Linked DNA regions of Capsicum annuum: region 2 is linked to region 1. A link is a contact called in public Hi-C data. All regions are on one chromosome and are shown on one strand. Each heading gives the region's core, a stretch centred on a gene start, on an enhancer-like site or on the middle of the called end of the contact. The rest is flanking DNA. Distances are from core to core; before and after follow the strand shown. Region 1 overlaps LOC107869580. Region 2 overlaps LOC107869596 (protein SENSITIVE TO UV 2).

Evidence for each region. Hi-C and Micro-C count contacts between places; a contact is called where the count stands out from the background.
Region 2: a contact with region 1 is called in a Hi-C map of leaf, with 1.9 times the contacts expected there. The contact joins two enhancer-like sites. A contact is called at or near these places in 2 of 5 Hi-C or Micro-C datasets (leaf and placenta).

What each region holds. Positions count from the first base shown.
Region 1 is chr1:21,097,097-21,104,786 of UCD10Xv1.1, reverse strand. It overlaps LOC107869580, which reads left to right. Exons shown (of 3, transcript XM_016716096.2): 3 at 618-1,001. The coding sequence ends at 812. Among protein-coding and RNA genes, the nearest start is that of LOC107869580, 8.1 kb to the left of the region's middle. Within about 2 kb of position 2,681, at least 5 of the 5 cell types and tissues checked have an H3K27ac peak or open chromatin away from gene starts, as enhancers often do. A contact at or near this core is called in leaf, where this site is marked.
Region 2 is chr1:21,197,083-21,204,772 of UCD10Xv1.1, reverse strand. LOC107869596 (protein SENSITIVE TO UV 2) reads right to left here. Exons shown (of 12, transcript XM_047395133.1): 10 at 7,572-7,690; 11 at 7,206-7,402; 12 at 4,635-5,388. The coding sequence ends at 5,124. Among protein-coding and RNA genes, the nearest start is that of LOC107869596, 14 kb to the right of the region's middle. Within about 2 kb of position 3,657, at least 3 of the 5 cell types and tissues checked have an H3K27ac peak or open chromatin away from gene starts, as enhancers often do. A contact at or near this core is called in leaf, where this site is marked.

The DNA of each region.
Region 1 (7,690 bases), core at 1,432-3,931:
CAAAGTGAATTAGGAAAGAAAGGTTCTACAAAAAATGAATACGGAAACGAAAGGAGCACCCAAGGGTGTGGTCTAGTAGTCAATGAAGTGGGCTGAGAGCGAGATCTCAGGTCCGAATTCTACTGACAAAAGCACTAGGTGATTTTTCCCATTTGTCCTAACCTTACCTTGGTGGACAGAGTTACCTGATAGTTGACACGTGCAAAAGCTGGCTCAGACATCACGGTTATCAAAATAAAAGAAAGAGGTCTGCGCAATTGCTGAATAGAAGATTACTCTGTAAAGCTAGGTGCTTAGCTAGCACAATTTGTTCCCTGTAGATTCTCACGATAACTTTTGGCTTTTTGTTAGCTCCCTAATTCTAGAGTGGACTGTTTTCGCTTAGGAGCTAGCTCAGTTTTAATTTTGGATGCAATATCTTTTGGAGTTTCACATCTTCGTGATGCAATCACTGAAACAATTTACTTCATCAACAAAAATAAAAATGAGAATAATAAGATTACTTTGTATTGCTCAAAAAAGTAATATGGTCACTTTGCCTCTCCAGCTCCATTTTATACCTGTTTATTTACTTCTTAGGACTGCTAACCCGGAACATATGTATTTGTTACGCACAGGATGGGAGAATATGGAAGGAACGAGTGTCTGCAGTGCGAAGAAGGGCTGATATTCCTGTTGTGGAGGAAGGAACAACTGCAGAGGCTGAGGCAGCTGGAACAAAATCTAGACCACCGATGAATCGGGTTATTCTTCCATCAATCAGTGCGCCTGAACACAGTATCCTCAAACTACTGGAGGAATCTGGAATTTAGCGGATGCATTGCTAGACCTGTCTCAGAGTACCTTTGTTATACCAGATAAACCTGATGTTTTATACGTCTTTCGAAGTTTCTCTTCTTGCTTTCCATGAAATGTTTGTATTTTGTTTATATAGGAAACTTCACACATTTGAATGTAAATATTTCTTTCATACTGATTGAAATATAGTGTTCAATTGCTCAGTATGATTTTCATTACCTAATTGTATCTTCTAGGCGTGTTTAAAAACGATACATTACCATTTGCAATAGATTTACTCATAAGACATACCAAGGAAATTATGTGATGATTGGAACTAAAAACGCGCATGTCAAATGTGTACAGAATTTGAAGCAGCTTCCACTGTTGTCTATGGTATTACCTGTAGCTGTCTAGAGAAAATTTGAAGCTGCCCTTCTACATTCTTTGTGTGCTAGTATGAGTTTGAAATTGTGCACTTGTTTTGAAGAACTGACATAGAATGTTCTTTCACTTTGCATTTTGCCTCAAACTGTGGTTCTGTAGAAGGAATACTGCTGAGTTCTTCAAAATGGACTTGATCTCTTTTCATTGTAAACCATGTTTATTCATAGCATTTGATCTTATATTGTGGAGAAAAAAATTATAGCATCCGAGTACCCAAGGGTGCGGCGTAGTGATCAATGAAACATGATGGCCTTCAAGGTCAGTGGCATCAGGCATGTGATGAAAACTAAGGACATCAGGGTTAAAATAATGCTAGGTGAAACTTCCCATCTAAGCTTTGGTTGCTAGAATCAACTGATGCATCCCATCTAAGCTTTGGTTGCTAGAATCAACTGATGCATGTGCTGGTGAGAGTTAACAAATACTTGATAAAATAGTTGAGGGACATATAAGTTGGTTCAAACTCCACCATTCTCACAACTTGTTTTGGCATATTTTCAGTCACTTCCTTCTTAGAGAAACCATGTGCTGGTATGATTTGTTTTCAAGAATGATGGGTTTGCTTCTCAAATTAGCATCATTAAGCTAGGATTTTACAGCGTAGCTTAATGTGGAGATATCCATTTTCTTGGAGAGATCCAAATAAGATAAACTGACATACTGACAGTAAGGTTAGTGCAAGTAGTGGTTATATCATATAGTATGTCCTCATTAAGAAAGAAGTGAAGGAGGCCCTGTATGAGCTGTATGCTAATGAATTGGCATTAAAGGCATGAACAACAGTAATTAAAGGGGGAGGGAAAGAGTCTTTCATTGATAGAAATGTACATGCATTTTACACTATGATATGCTGGTTTCATTCCTGATAGACAAGTTGTTTGGTACCTGCGTTATTGTATGAAATAATACAGATATGCGCAAACTGAAGCAGACACTGCCATTAAAAGAAAAAGACACCTGACCTGATTCTTCAACCAGCTGTTAAGAGAGTAGAGTCGAAATGGAAATTTAGAAGAGCTAAACAGTCAATTTTGGAACATCAAATGGATTATGCTCAACTGTGGGATTCACAAGGTGTTTTCGAGCTCCCCGGAAGCTCCCGTGATTCATCCATGATCTCCATTGCCATCTTTGATGCATTTCTTGGACATGACTTTTGTCAAGTTTTCCATGACCTAGTCCTATATCAGTTGAATACACTGATGTAAAAGAGCTGAAAATGATGAACAAAAGAAGGTAGGAGAAAGGCTTAAGCTTCAGGACCATTATGTTGTGGCTTTTGTAGTTGATATGCATTTCCTGGATTATTGATGCTTCTTATAGAGGAAAAAACGTGTTGCTTTTTTCTACATTTAAGAGTCACAAGAAATATCATTTTGGATCACATCACACAGTAAGTCACACTCTGAATATTGATTGCTTGTGTTAATCAGTACCTGTGATTATTGGTGTTTTGTTTCATTGTAGGGTCATGTGTCTCTACTTGTGTTGTTGCCATCATTCTGTTGGTGGAGTTGTGTTGCTGAAATGAATGCATTTAGGATTGAATCATGACTTTTGAGAGGACAATTATCTCTTTTTATTTTATAAATGAGTTTAACTTCAGCGCACCTACAACATAAAAGAAACTTTATACTACCAAATTCACATAAAAGATTACTGAAGGTAACTGTTTGTAGGAAGTTGGATTAGCCGCTAAAAGTAAGGAGGTAACCAACAACAACAACAAAATACCCGGTGTAGTCCCATAAGTGGCTTTGAGGATAGTAGTGTGTACGCAACTTTACCTCTACCTTGGAGAGGATGTTTCCAACGGACTGTTAGCGTAACTAACACATATATGAAACAATATAAAAGGAAATATAGTAATGAAAAAGTCATGATGAAAACTATGGAAGTAACCTACAAAAGGTAAAAAATATTGATAGTATAATTTTTTTACACTGATAGTACAAATACTTTTTGACAGTTAAATCATTTATAAAAGAAATAGTGTAGTTAGTGTTAAACAGACATTATTAGTGATGGAAAAGGTGAAAAAAAATTACTTCTACCTACCATGTGAAGGAAGAATCCAATCCCAGCATGGACGAGGAAATTTGGAATCAAGTTCCTTTTGTTTTTATTTTTTTCTTTCAATTTTTTTACATAATGGGATTTTTTTTAGTTTGATCTTTTTATATTTCGCAATGGGAAGAGTCAATTGCAGCTTGTCCCCTTGCATATAATGAATGGTAAAAATGTTTTTATCTTTATTAATGTGTCTTGACTTTGAATCCTGAAAATAATTTTTCTAGACAGGAGCGGATGCGGATGTTTAAAGCGGATACCGCAAACAGGATGGAAAACAAAAAATGAAATCTTGGTATCAACTTGTGTGATCCCTTTCAGTATTCTCTTCATTAATTTTGTTGACTTTTCTTCTTATAGTTGTTGAGCATCCAAACAAAACAAACCTCAAATGTAACTATTGGATGATGTCTTAGTTTTTCAAATTATAGCTCTTCTCCTCATATCTTAGGTATATGTGTCGGCAAATACTTGGGAAATACTTTCAACATTCTTACTCAAAGACTTCGGGTTAAAGCCTTCAGAGGCTGATCAAGGACCTTTTAGGTTCTTAGCGTTGAACCCATTGACAAGTTATTCAAAATGGGGACAAAGGGTGTTTTTGTTACTAGTAAACAATGTATGTTGCACCTACTTGCTATGTATGCAGTGCTCAGCGTTGATTGTCATGTATAATTATCCTTTGCTTCAAGAAGAAGGGGGAATAATTCACTTGCTTACACTTTTGGCATGCCTATAGGTAGAATCTTCATCTGTGTAACACTATATAAATTAGTATTTGTTGACTGCTACTTTGAGAGAAACCATGTGGTACTATTATGATGATTTTGGTCCACAATGATGAGTATTGTTCGTATATACAGCCTAATTAGAGATAAATTAGGTGTTTTTTATCGGCTTAAATTATGATTTATTGTTCGACTTTGTGTGGAGGTCACAAGTTCAAGCTTCTTGCTGAAAGGTATAGGGTAAGACTACGTACAATAAACCGTTGTGGTTCGGCCCTTCCTCGAACCCTGCTCATATAGCGTGAGTTTTAGTGCACTTGGCTGTCCTTTTTTGTTAGACCTCATTATATAGCGACTATCTTGGGGCTTCCATTTTTGTTGACCTGTCTTGAATCGGAAAAGACGTTATTCAAGATATAACATACGGGTGGAGATGTTCTATTTGAACGAATTCAACTTGGTGGACAGAGTTATCATGTATTTCTGTGGATGGAAGATAGCAAGTACTCGATGGAATAGTTGAGTCACACACTAGCTGGACCAGAAAACCACTATGTTACTAACAACTAACAGCTAAGCCTCAATCCCAACTTCCCAACAAGTTAAAATCGACTATATGATTTAATTTTATGATCACCTAAGGTTAAGGTTCAGTCACTTTAAATATGGCTTCATCACTTCTCTTTCATATGTGCTCTAATTCTTGTAGAACTTCAGTCTGAACTATATTTTTGCCAAACCTCATTAGCACAGAAATAGAAAGGTCACAACATGAGCCTTGTGATAATAAATAAAGATACTCCATACATGAGCCAAACAAAATGAATAAAGATTCTACATTTATTCAAATATGTTTTCACACAAGACTGTAAATACAACATGTTTAAATGTAAAGGAAAGCCTAAAACTAACATCGAGATTAATCAAGATTGAAAAGAGCTAAACAGGCAATTCAGGTATATCGAATCGATGATTAATCGTTGGATTAACAAGGTGTTTTGGAGGCCCTCTGTTGCTTCCATGATTCATCCATGGCTGCTTTTGCCACCTTTGATGGACTCCATCAACATGTCTTATGCCTCGTTTCCTATGAACAACAGTTGATGAATGAACTGTGCAAGTAAAAGAAATGAAGATAAGAAGAATAAGAAGGAAAGTGCAAAAAGGTTTCAACTTGAAAGCCATTTTGTGTTATGATTTTTGATTGAATGTCTTCTTCTTGTGAGAGTTGAAAGATTGTTTTTATAGAGGGAAAAAGGGTTGCCTTTACTTCACTTAGAAGTCACTTTTAGCTCACAGGTTTCACTTGTATATTGATTGCTTTTTTGTTGGACCATGATTATTCTTGGATCTGTTTTTTTTTTTTTTGAGTTATGTTTGATTTTTTGACTTTTATACCTCAACAATTACACGTGCAAGCTTCCTATCTATAGTTATAACCAACTATTTATCAAAACCTAGGTCGCATGGATTCTTCACTTTTGATACTTCACTCATGCGGAATTCACCAAAAATACACTTCTTTTGGAGAATTCGATATGCATTATTTGTTGATAATTTTGAAGAATTGGAGAAATATAGTCAAAATACACCTCGGTTGTCGGTTATTCATTGTTCCTACTTGAATAGTGATGACATTTCAGGCACGAAAAACGAACTAATTGTTAGGTGTGTGTTGACAAATAATTGATGATAGTTCGAATATGAAACTCAAAAAAACGAATTATTTTAGGAGTATTTTTGATGTACACGCTTTTTTTTTTTTTTTTTTTTTAGATTTTAGAATCCTTGTCCATAATTGTTGTAAGTAGTAGTTGTTTGGTTATAGTTTAGTTGGTCATCATTAACTTGTGTTCCTATCATCTTTCTGTTGCTGAAGTATGAATGCATTTATATGAGTTGTGACACTCAAAGTGGATTAGCTATCTCTTACAATTATTACTCCTATTTCATTTTATATGAAACACAGAATTCTAAAAACTTAAAAAGATTTTTTTTTAACATGTAAGTCATATATGAATTTAGATTATAAAGCTTCCGTATCGTAGCAGTTAATTTATTTTACTTTTAAGATGGAAAATTTCATATTTTAGGAAGACTTAGGATGACCTAATAGTGTAAAAAAAAAAAAATTTATAATGATGGTGTATATAACTTAAATTAGTCAAATATAGGTAAGGTACTAAAAGTATGTTCAATTAGAATGATGGCAAAAGTTTTACATATCTTTTTTCTTTTTAATTTCAAATAAGTATGTGTTACATAAAATAGTACAAAAAAACTTACATAAAATGGTGATGGAGCAACTTATATAGTCAAAATCAAGAGAGGTGAAAACCCACTAAGCTTAAGTGGTGGATTAGTCATTTCACAATCAATGACTTTCTCAAATCCATTAAGCTTTTATTATGTGGTGCAGTTGTCAACTTTAGAATCAATAACCACCAAATATGCACAACAATTTTAGCCTTTTAATTGTGCAAAAAAGGTTAGTCGTTTAGGTGGTATTACCAATTTACCAACTCGCGAATGACTATCTATTGTTAATATCAAGGTGATACAGAGTGAGTTTGGGTTAAATTTTGATGAATTAAAATGAGTCGGATTAATTGTAAAGTCAAGATTTAATTGGATAAAAATTTATTTTAGGTTAAAATAAATCAAATAATAGGTCATAATTCTATCCGTCCAACCTAACTTGACCTCTATAAGCAAGATTTTGGCGTTTCTCCATAAAAAAAAATAACAAGATTTTGGCGTTTCTCAAATAATTATGTTGAAGAAAAAAATTTAATTTTATCATATATTACTGAGTGTCGAAATTATCAAAATATTTCTTCACTGGAATTGGAACAAATCTCTAATATATAGATCTAAATTTTATGTACATTTACATGAACAAAATGATTTAAAGAAATAATACTATTCTTTATTTGTTTGGGTTAGATTACATTTCGATTCGCTCAATCATACTATTTTAAAATGAATATTTGATGAATTATTATGAATTTAACATATTGGGTCAACTCTCATGATTCGACTCATAGAAAGGACAGGTTGAGCTCGGTTTTACTATAGTGTCTCAATAAAATTTGTGGCACAAAATCAAATTTTAAGAAAGACCTTAAACATACACACAAAAAACATAGAGCCATCTTTTTTGTTCTTACATATTTTTAGTGTAGTGATTTTTAAAGACACAAAATCTAACTTCACAAAATAATATAATTATTCTAACTTTATAAATTAATATTATTATTTATAGATGTAAGATTAATTCTAGTTAATACGATGGTAACCATTTGTTTGCCATATGCTAACTTGAATTTTGTTATAAAAAACTATTTATTAATATGAAGTTTAATTAAAGTTCTAAAATATTTATAATAAAAACTAAAAGGTACATTTTCTTTTTGTTTAATATAAATTTTGTACTATTTTACCATCTTCAATATTATTTTAAGTAAAGTTACAATCATAAAATTTAGTGTTAAAACTTTTTGGGATTTAAAGCAAACAATTATTATCCTCACCCTTGAGTCACCCGTGTGGATAGTAGGAAGGGATGGGGCCTTGTCGAAAGGGAGTCAATCAATATTTCTTGTCGAAAAATTACCCTATATAAATAGGTTAAGTTTCTAGTAGGGCTGGGTATAAAATACCGAAAG
Region 2 (7,690 bases), core at 2,408-4,907, 99 kb before region 1:
GCTGCATTTTCTCAAAATGTAGGTTCAGGTGCTCAGTTCCAGGTTCGATAGTGATTCTTTGGGCACGCTGTTCTACATCCTCTGTTGTGGTGAGTCCTCATGTTTCGAGGACGTGATGTCTGATGTTGGTTTCACGGAATTGTTTATATTTGATAATTGAGTATGAGTCAGTTGGGGCATGTCTCAATGGCTCGCTGGTTTTATTGATTTTCTTAAAGGCTTGTTAGACTAGTATAGATGTTGGGAGTTGACTAATAAGTCGTATTTTGTTATCTTTCTGAAATTCTTTTATTCTTAGATGATGATTACTCTGCTGATATTTGAGGGTTATTTATAGAAACCCCGTTGATTTGTTTTGAACTGAACGAAAATGGCTCAAAGGGTTAGCTTGGGGCTACTCGTAGCCTCAAGCACCGTGTGACGCTCCGGGACCCATTTTCCGGAGTGTTACATGTACCAAGTTGTCCAACAAGTTCACGACCATTCACACGTAGCTAAGCTCAGGAATTACAAAAACTCCAAGCTATGTTCATGTAAATGGCCGTGTGTGAGTTGGTACTTAAGCCTTCCAATGGATTAAATGTTTTTAAGTGTGAAGAGGAGCCTTGAAGTGTAATAAACTTACACTCCAAGGCCACCCCTTGGCAAGGGTAGGATGGTCATTTGTTATCTCTCTTTGTGGACTAATATAAATAGATAATGTTAGGGTTATTTTGGAGTTAGTTCGTTCATGATATTTTGAGAACACAAGACTTGTAATATTTTGAACTTCTCTCTTCCATTGGAGAAGCTCAAAATCGAAATTCCCAATTGGAGTGACACTTGGGTTGAATCTTGGCTAGAAAATAGGATCTTGAGGTCATTGAGTTCCTCTTGATCTAAGTAAGAACTTGATAATAATATTCTTTAGTCTTAGGGTCCTTTCATGTTGTTAGGGTTCTTAAATTCTTGAATATTGTATGTCAAGTTACTATCTTTAATTTGTAATCTTGTTGTTTGTGTGGTAACATAGTGAGGCCGTGTGGGGCCATTTTCGATTCACTATAGTTGTTGCCACTTTGTTGCTCTTGTTGTTGTTATTGTAATCTTGTAATCTCTATCATCTTGTCATTTTTTGTAAACCTTGAAGTCTAGTGAAGCCGTGTGTGGCCTATTTTCACTAGCATTGTTGTTGTTCATCTTGTTATTCTTGTGTTGGTTTGACTCTCTTGACACACACTCACTTTTGTATCACAACCACCTCCACGTCAACTTCCACGTCATTTTTAAATGTTGCATTAAATTTCATGTCATTTTTAAATGCTACATAAATTAAATAAACAACTTTTATAAATTGTAGCCATGTTCTTATATTTGCTCAATTATTAAGCATCAAATTTATTTCAAATAATTGAAATTCCTCTCCAACTAATTTAAATTTTCAACTATAAATTCATATATACAAACATAATGAATTTTCAATTTTCAAATTTAAAAATCTCTAACAAATCAACAAAAACTTTAAGTTTTTTCAAGCTTATCCATGAATTTCACTAATTTTTCAATATCCACTATAACTCACTTTCAATTCAAATTTAAATTTTAACCCTAAAAATTATGAAAAGATTGAATTGAGAGAATTTAAAAAAAAAAAAAAAAAAAAGTGACTCAAGGTTTTTTTTATTTTTTATTTTTTTTGGGGGGGGAGGGGGTGAGGGCTGTAAACGGTGCTGAGAGGGAAGGCTAGTGCGTTAGGGGGTGTCTGAGGGGGGGAGGGGCTATTGCGAAAGAAGAGGGTTGGGGAGGGCTATAGGTGGTGTTGGGAAGGGGGGCCAGGTGCGTTGGTTTTTTTTTAGGGGGGAGGGGGGGACTGGTGAGAAGGATGGGGTTTGGGAGGGTTGTAGGTGGTGCTGGGGAGGGGGTTGGTACATTGGGGGTAGAGGGGTGGCTGGTGCGAAGGAAGAGGGTTTGGGGAGGGTTGTAGGTGGTGCTGGGGAGAGGGGCTGGTGCGAAGGAGGGAGAAGGAGAGGCTATAGGTGGTGCTGGGGAGGCGGGTTGGTGCGATGGGAGTGGCCTTTTTTTTCTTTTTTTTACTTTTTCTTTAATTATTTTGATGTTAAAATGATCCTCATTCGTACCCACGTGTCCATACCATATAAACTTGGTCAACGGTCAGAGGGATCTAAAATATTGTATTTTAATGAGTTGAGTGGTTCAGATGGCAAAAGTGTAAGTAGAGGTGTTCACTTTACAAACTCGGACAAGTGTAAGGGTCCACGAGATCATTTTGCCCTTTATTTTCTCTCTTTGAAGAAATTTTTTGAAGACGTTTGGAGAAACATGTTTGGTTTAATCTTCATCTTTGCATTGTATTGGGCTTTGCAATATTCTAAAAAATTACGATGTCTGGCAAGCAAAAAGTGATTAAAAGTGTATTTACAAATTTATAAACAAAAAAATGATATTACCCCAAAACTTGAAGCACAAGTAGTTTCCTTAAAACAACAAATAAAGATAGAACAACAATCTTCCAATCTCCTACTAATTTGACTCAAATTAAGGAAACGTGTTTAGTCTTCACAAACTATTTATTTCCATAAATAGCTCTTTTTCCTAAACCCAAATTAATAAGGATAGGGCATCCAAGTCTCGGTGATGTATCGCGAAAATTAAAATTCGATATTTATGTAATTATCAAAATATATATATATATATATATATATATATATATATATATATATATATATATAATTGAGTACTAAACAGTTGCGACTTATTAAAGTTGCTCATACATTTTTCACACACGTAGTACGCTAAGGACCAACTTTCTCTTTTTCTTCCTAGGAATTTGAGATGATATTAGTAATGGAAGGAATTTTAATACATGTATTAGCATGGTTAAAGACACAATTACCCTGTAGCAAGCATTATAACTATGCTATATTCTGCATTATTCTATTACACCCTACCAAACGACCCCTTTGTGTATTACATGCTCGCATTTGTTTTGTCCTTTCCTTAACTATTTCATATGTTAATCGAGTTGTTTGGTTTTATTATAGCTGTCTTTGGAGACCTTATTTGGAGAAACATGTTTGGTTTAATCTTCATCTTTGCATTGGATTGGGCTGTGCAATACTATTACTAAATGGTGGAACAAGCAAGCAAAAAGTGATTAAAAATGTACATTTCAAGTAATTAAATATTAAATGTGCTCATGAATCAGATATCACACGGACTAAAATAAGAATTTACAAATAATTTATAAACAAAAAAAATGTTATTAACCCAATAAATTAAAGCACAAGTAGTTTCCTTAAAACAACAAATAAAGATAGAACGAGAATCTTCCAATCTCCTACTAATTTGACTCAATTTGGAAAAACGTGTTTAGTCTTCACAAACTATTTATTTCCATAAATAACTTTTTATCCTAAGTCCAAATTAATAAGGAAACTGAACTATTCGAATCCAAATCAATTTAGGAAAACAAAAACAATTATAAACAGTGGACTCTTTCACTGGAAATTAATATCCCAAATTTTTTTGTTGACAAAGAAAAAAGAATGGGAAAGAGAAATCGAGAGTATAGCCAGCACCAAAGAAGAAAATTCACAAACTTGAAACAGTTTTTACTTGTCCATTTTGTTGTCATGAAAGAGCAGTAGAATGTCCCATTGATATCAAGAATTTGATTGGAGAGGCCATCTGCTACAATTGCAAAGCAAAATTTAGTATGATTGTTACATCTTTGACTGAACCTATCAACATATACCATGAATGGATCGATGAATGTGAGCGCGTCAATAAAAGAGGTGTTCCTGAACAAGTTTACTAGATGAAAAGTAATGTATTTCCGATTGTGATAGGTAGTCTTGTTAGAGTATGTGATTTTGTACTTAAGTAACCATTTTGTTATGTCACCATGTTCTCTTTTTTTCATAGTAGTAGCTGCGCCTTAGCACATCTCTTTTCTTGCAGGAATGCTAATGCTCTGTAATGCGAGCCTCATACAGAGTCGTGCTCCTTTAATAATAGTATAAATAACATAAATACCGATCATTTTGAAAGTAATTACACTCTCTCCCACTTTTTTAATTACTTTACTCTCTCCCTATTAATATATATAACATAACCGACATACGCATAGCATTCTGTGTATATGTTGAGATTTTTGTAATATGTTTAGAGAGTTGGGGTTTTTTGTACTATTGAAAACATAAGTTGTGTATTTGTATAATTTTTAGTTAATATAAAGGGAAGAAGGGGGCCCGGCTTCTTTTCCGTACCAACCCTTAATTACATCTTTTGTTGAGTGTATAGCTTTCCATACCAATCCATATCCATATCCATTCTTTACTAGCGCATTTTTTTCGTATGTATAACTCGGTAGAGCATTAGATTTTTAACCTAATGATGTATGTTGGTTGAATGAATATATAGATGTGAATGTGTCTATATCTAAGCCGAAGAGACAAAAATCGTAAATATAGCATTATTTTAATGGCGAGTTAGTTTGTAAATAAAGAATTATCATGATCACTTGGAAACCTCGATCCTGAATCCCCACATTCGTTTTTCTCCATCCGTAACTCAATAAGGTGACAAAGCCATTACAAGATTATGCCCGTACCCAACTTAAAAAAAATAAGAAACAAAAGAAATTATAGTAAATATTCCCTATAAAACATGTTCATCTTTATCTTAATGAATATAATAGTCTCTTTAAACATCTTCGTCTTGATGAATATAGGGTGATTGGAAATGCAACTATTTAAGGGTTACATAGGGAGAGAAACCAAAACAACAAAAATTACCCCTCCCAATGATGGGTTGGATGACTCAAATGGAAAGACTGCTCCCTCTCCTCCCAAGCTAGAAAATTATACATTTAATACGACATCTAACGTTATATTTTGGCCAAGACAAAAATACATTACAAATATATACAGAAAATTGATACCTACACTACACCTTATATATCAGAGTGATCAGAAATGCAACTTTTGCTGAAAATCTAATCAAAGGAATCTCAGCACAGAAGCTGCAACATTGCTCCACGGCTGTTGCTGTCAAATATCATAACTCGATAGTTCCATGGGTGCTTCTGCACTTTTCAGAACAATTTAGTTTTCAAGCTTCTTTCATTGGCTGCTACCTCCAAGAAACGTGAAGACTCTTCTAGTCAACACCTGAGCTAAATCTATGATTTCGGATTCCCTAATCTGCCGAGTCATGCTGACATCCTGCCAGAAGAATGTATGTTTACTGGATAATCTGCTTGTTACATCAACAGTCAATGTGGCCTTCTCTCGACTGTTTGTTAATGCCCGAAGAGCATGGCTGGAGTACTTGGGATGGGAAACCAGTCTATTCAAGAGTATGAGTACCTCTCGAACGAGCAAGGTCCTGGCAAATAGAACAAATAGAAGAGATTGAGAAAATGAAATTTCAATACAATCAACAACAAACCCAGGGTATTCCCACAAGTGGGGTCTGGGGAGGGTAGAGTATACGCAGTTCATACTGCAACCTCAGCTGAAGTAGAGAAGCTGTTTCCGATAGACCCCCGACCAGATAACAAAATATAAAAGCAAACAAACAAACAAGAGGCTACAAGACACTACAAACACCAATACAAAACGAGCACTCTCTCCTACTATTACGAACGTACTCCTACCTACCAACCCTCTACCCTAATCTGCGTCCTCCACACATTCCTATCAAGGATCATGTCTTCCGTTAGCTGTAACTGCCCCATGTCCTACCTAATCACCTCCCTTCAATATTTCTTCGGCCTACCCCTCCTAAAACTATCCATAGTCAGCCTCTCACACCTCCAACTCCAAACTGGAGCATCCGTGTCCCTCCTCATCACATGCCCGAACCAACGCAACCTCACTTCTCGCATCTTGTTCCCCTACCAAAGCCACACCCATCTTCTCCCAAATAATATCATTTCTTACCTTATCTCTCCTGATACGTCCACACATCCACCGCAACATCCTCATCTACGCCACCTTCAACTTTTGGACGTAGGAATTCTTAACAAGCCAACACTTACTCCATACAACATAGTCGGTCGGACTGTCACTCTATAGAACTTACCTTTAAGCTATGGATGCACCTTCTTATCACACAAGACTCCCGAGGCGAGCTGTCATTTCAACCACGCTGCACCAATACGGTGCGAGACATGCTCATCAATCTCACCATTCCCCTGAATTATAGACCCAAAATACTTGAAACTCTCTCTCTTCTGAATGGCCTGAGAATCCAACTCCACAACCACGTCACCCTCATGCAGCAAATCACTAAACTTACACTCCAAGTATTCCGTTTTAGTCCTGCTTCACCTAAAACCTTTAAGCTCAAGAATCTGTCTCCAAACCTCCAACTTATCATTAAATTTAACTCCACCCTGAGTCTCATCAATCAGTACAACATCATCTGCAAATAACATACACTAAGGCACCTCCCATTGAATACGCCGTATCAAAACATCCATCACCAAGGCAAACAAAAATGAACTAAGAATTGATCCTTGGTACAACCCTGTCAAAAGAGGAAAGTGCTCTGAATCTCCTCCTACCGTCCTCACACGCATCTTCGCACCATCGTACATATCCTGAATTGACCTAATGTACGCCACGAGCACCCCTCTAGCCTCCAAACACCTCCACAAAAACTCCCTAGGAACTTTGTCATACGCTTTCTTAAGATCAATGAACACCGTGTGCAAGTCATTGTACTTTACCGCATGGAAAACTCAAAAAATAAAAAAGCAATTTGACACAGTAAATGGAACTAGAAATGGGAAGACAACTCAGCTATATAGAGTGCACATCGATGTAGCTACAAATAGAGAGGTAAGAGTGTACATTGATGCATCTAAAATAGGACACCGAACAAACTAACTCCATTTCATACATATGCTCTTTTATTATAGCTGTGGTGTCCGGACAAGCTTGTGAGCACCTCGACTAATTCCAAAGCATACCTGTCACCTCCCACCCACACCAGGTATAAGGTAACTCTATCCACCAAATCTAAGATAGACGGGAAGAAATCACCTAGTGTTTTTTTTCTCTTTGCTGGAACTCAAACCTGAGACCTCATTTTTCTCACCCACTTCATTGACCACTAGACCACTAGGCCACACCCTTGGATGCATATGATTGGAAAGTCAAAATACATCTCAAACACAATTAAATGCCCAAAGATACCTCTCTTTGAATACTTCAGGCTGCTGAGCAGTATCCGATTCTTCTAGATCCAAATCGCATACCAAGCTTTGCAAAATAATTGCAGGGAAATCCTTTCCTTTGGGAAGCCCGTAATTTAATAGAATCTCAACACCACATTTTCCAGATGATGCGAAGAAAGCTAGCAAAATGATAGTGTGCCTCCGAAGCTGTAATTCCTGAATAATTAGAGAATTAAGGGTAATAAAAAGCAGGAAAGGGAAAATTCTATTCTTGGAAAATTACAGACAAAATCCATGCTAAATACAATAGCAATAATTCAGAGGTGTTATAGGAAATGAGAAAAGGTGAGACGATAGGATAATTGAAGTTAAATACTAGGCTTACCTCGGTATTACTTCCAGTGCAGGTGATACACTCTGCCAAACTCTCAAAGATTGCACTGATTACGGAAAAAGTTGAACTTTTATTGGAATTGGTATCAACCATGCCACTGCCATCTCCCT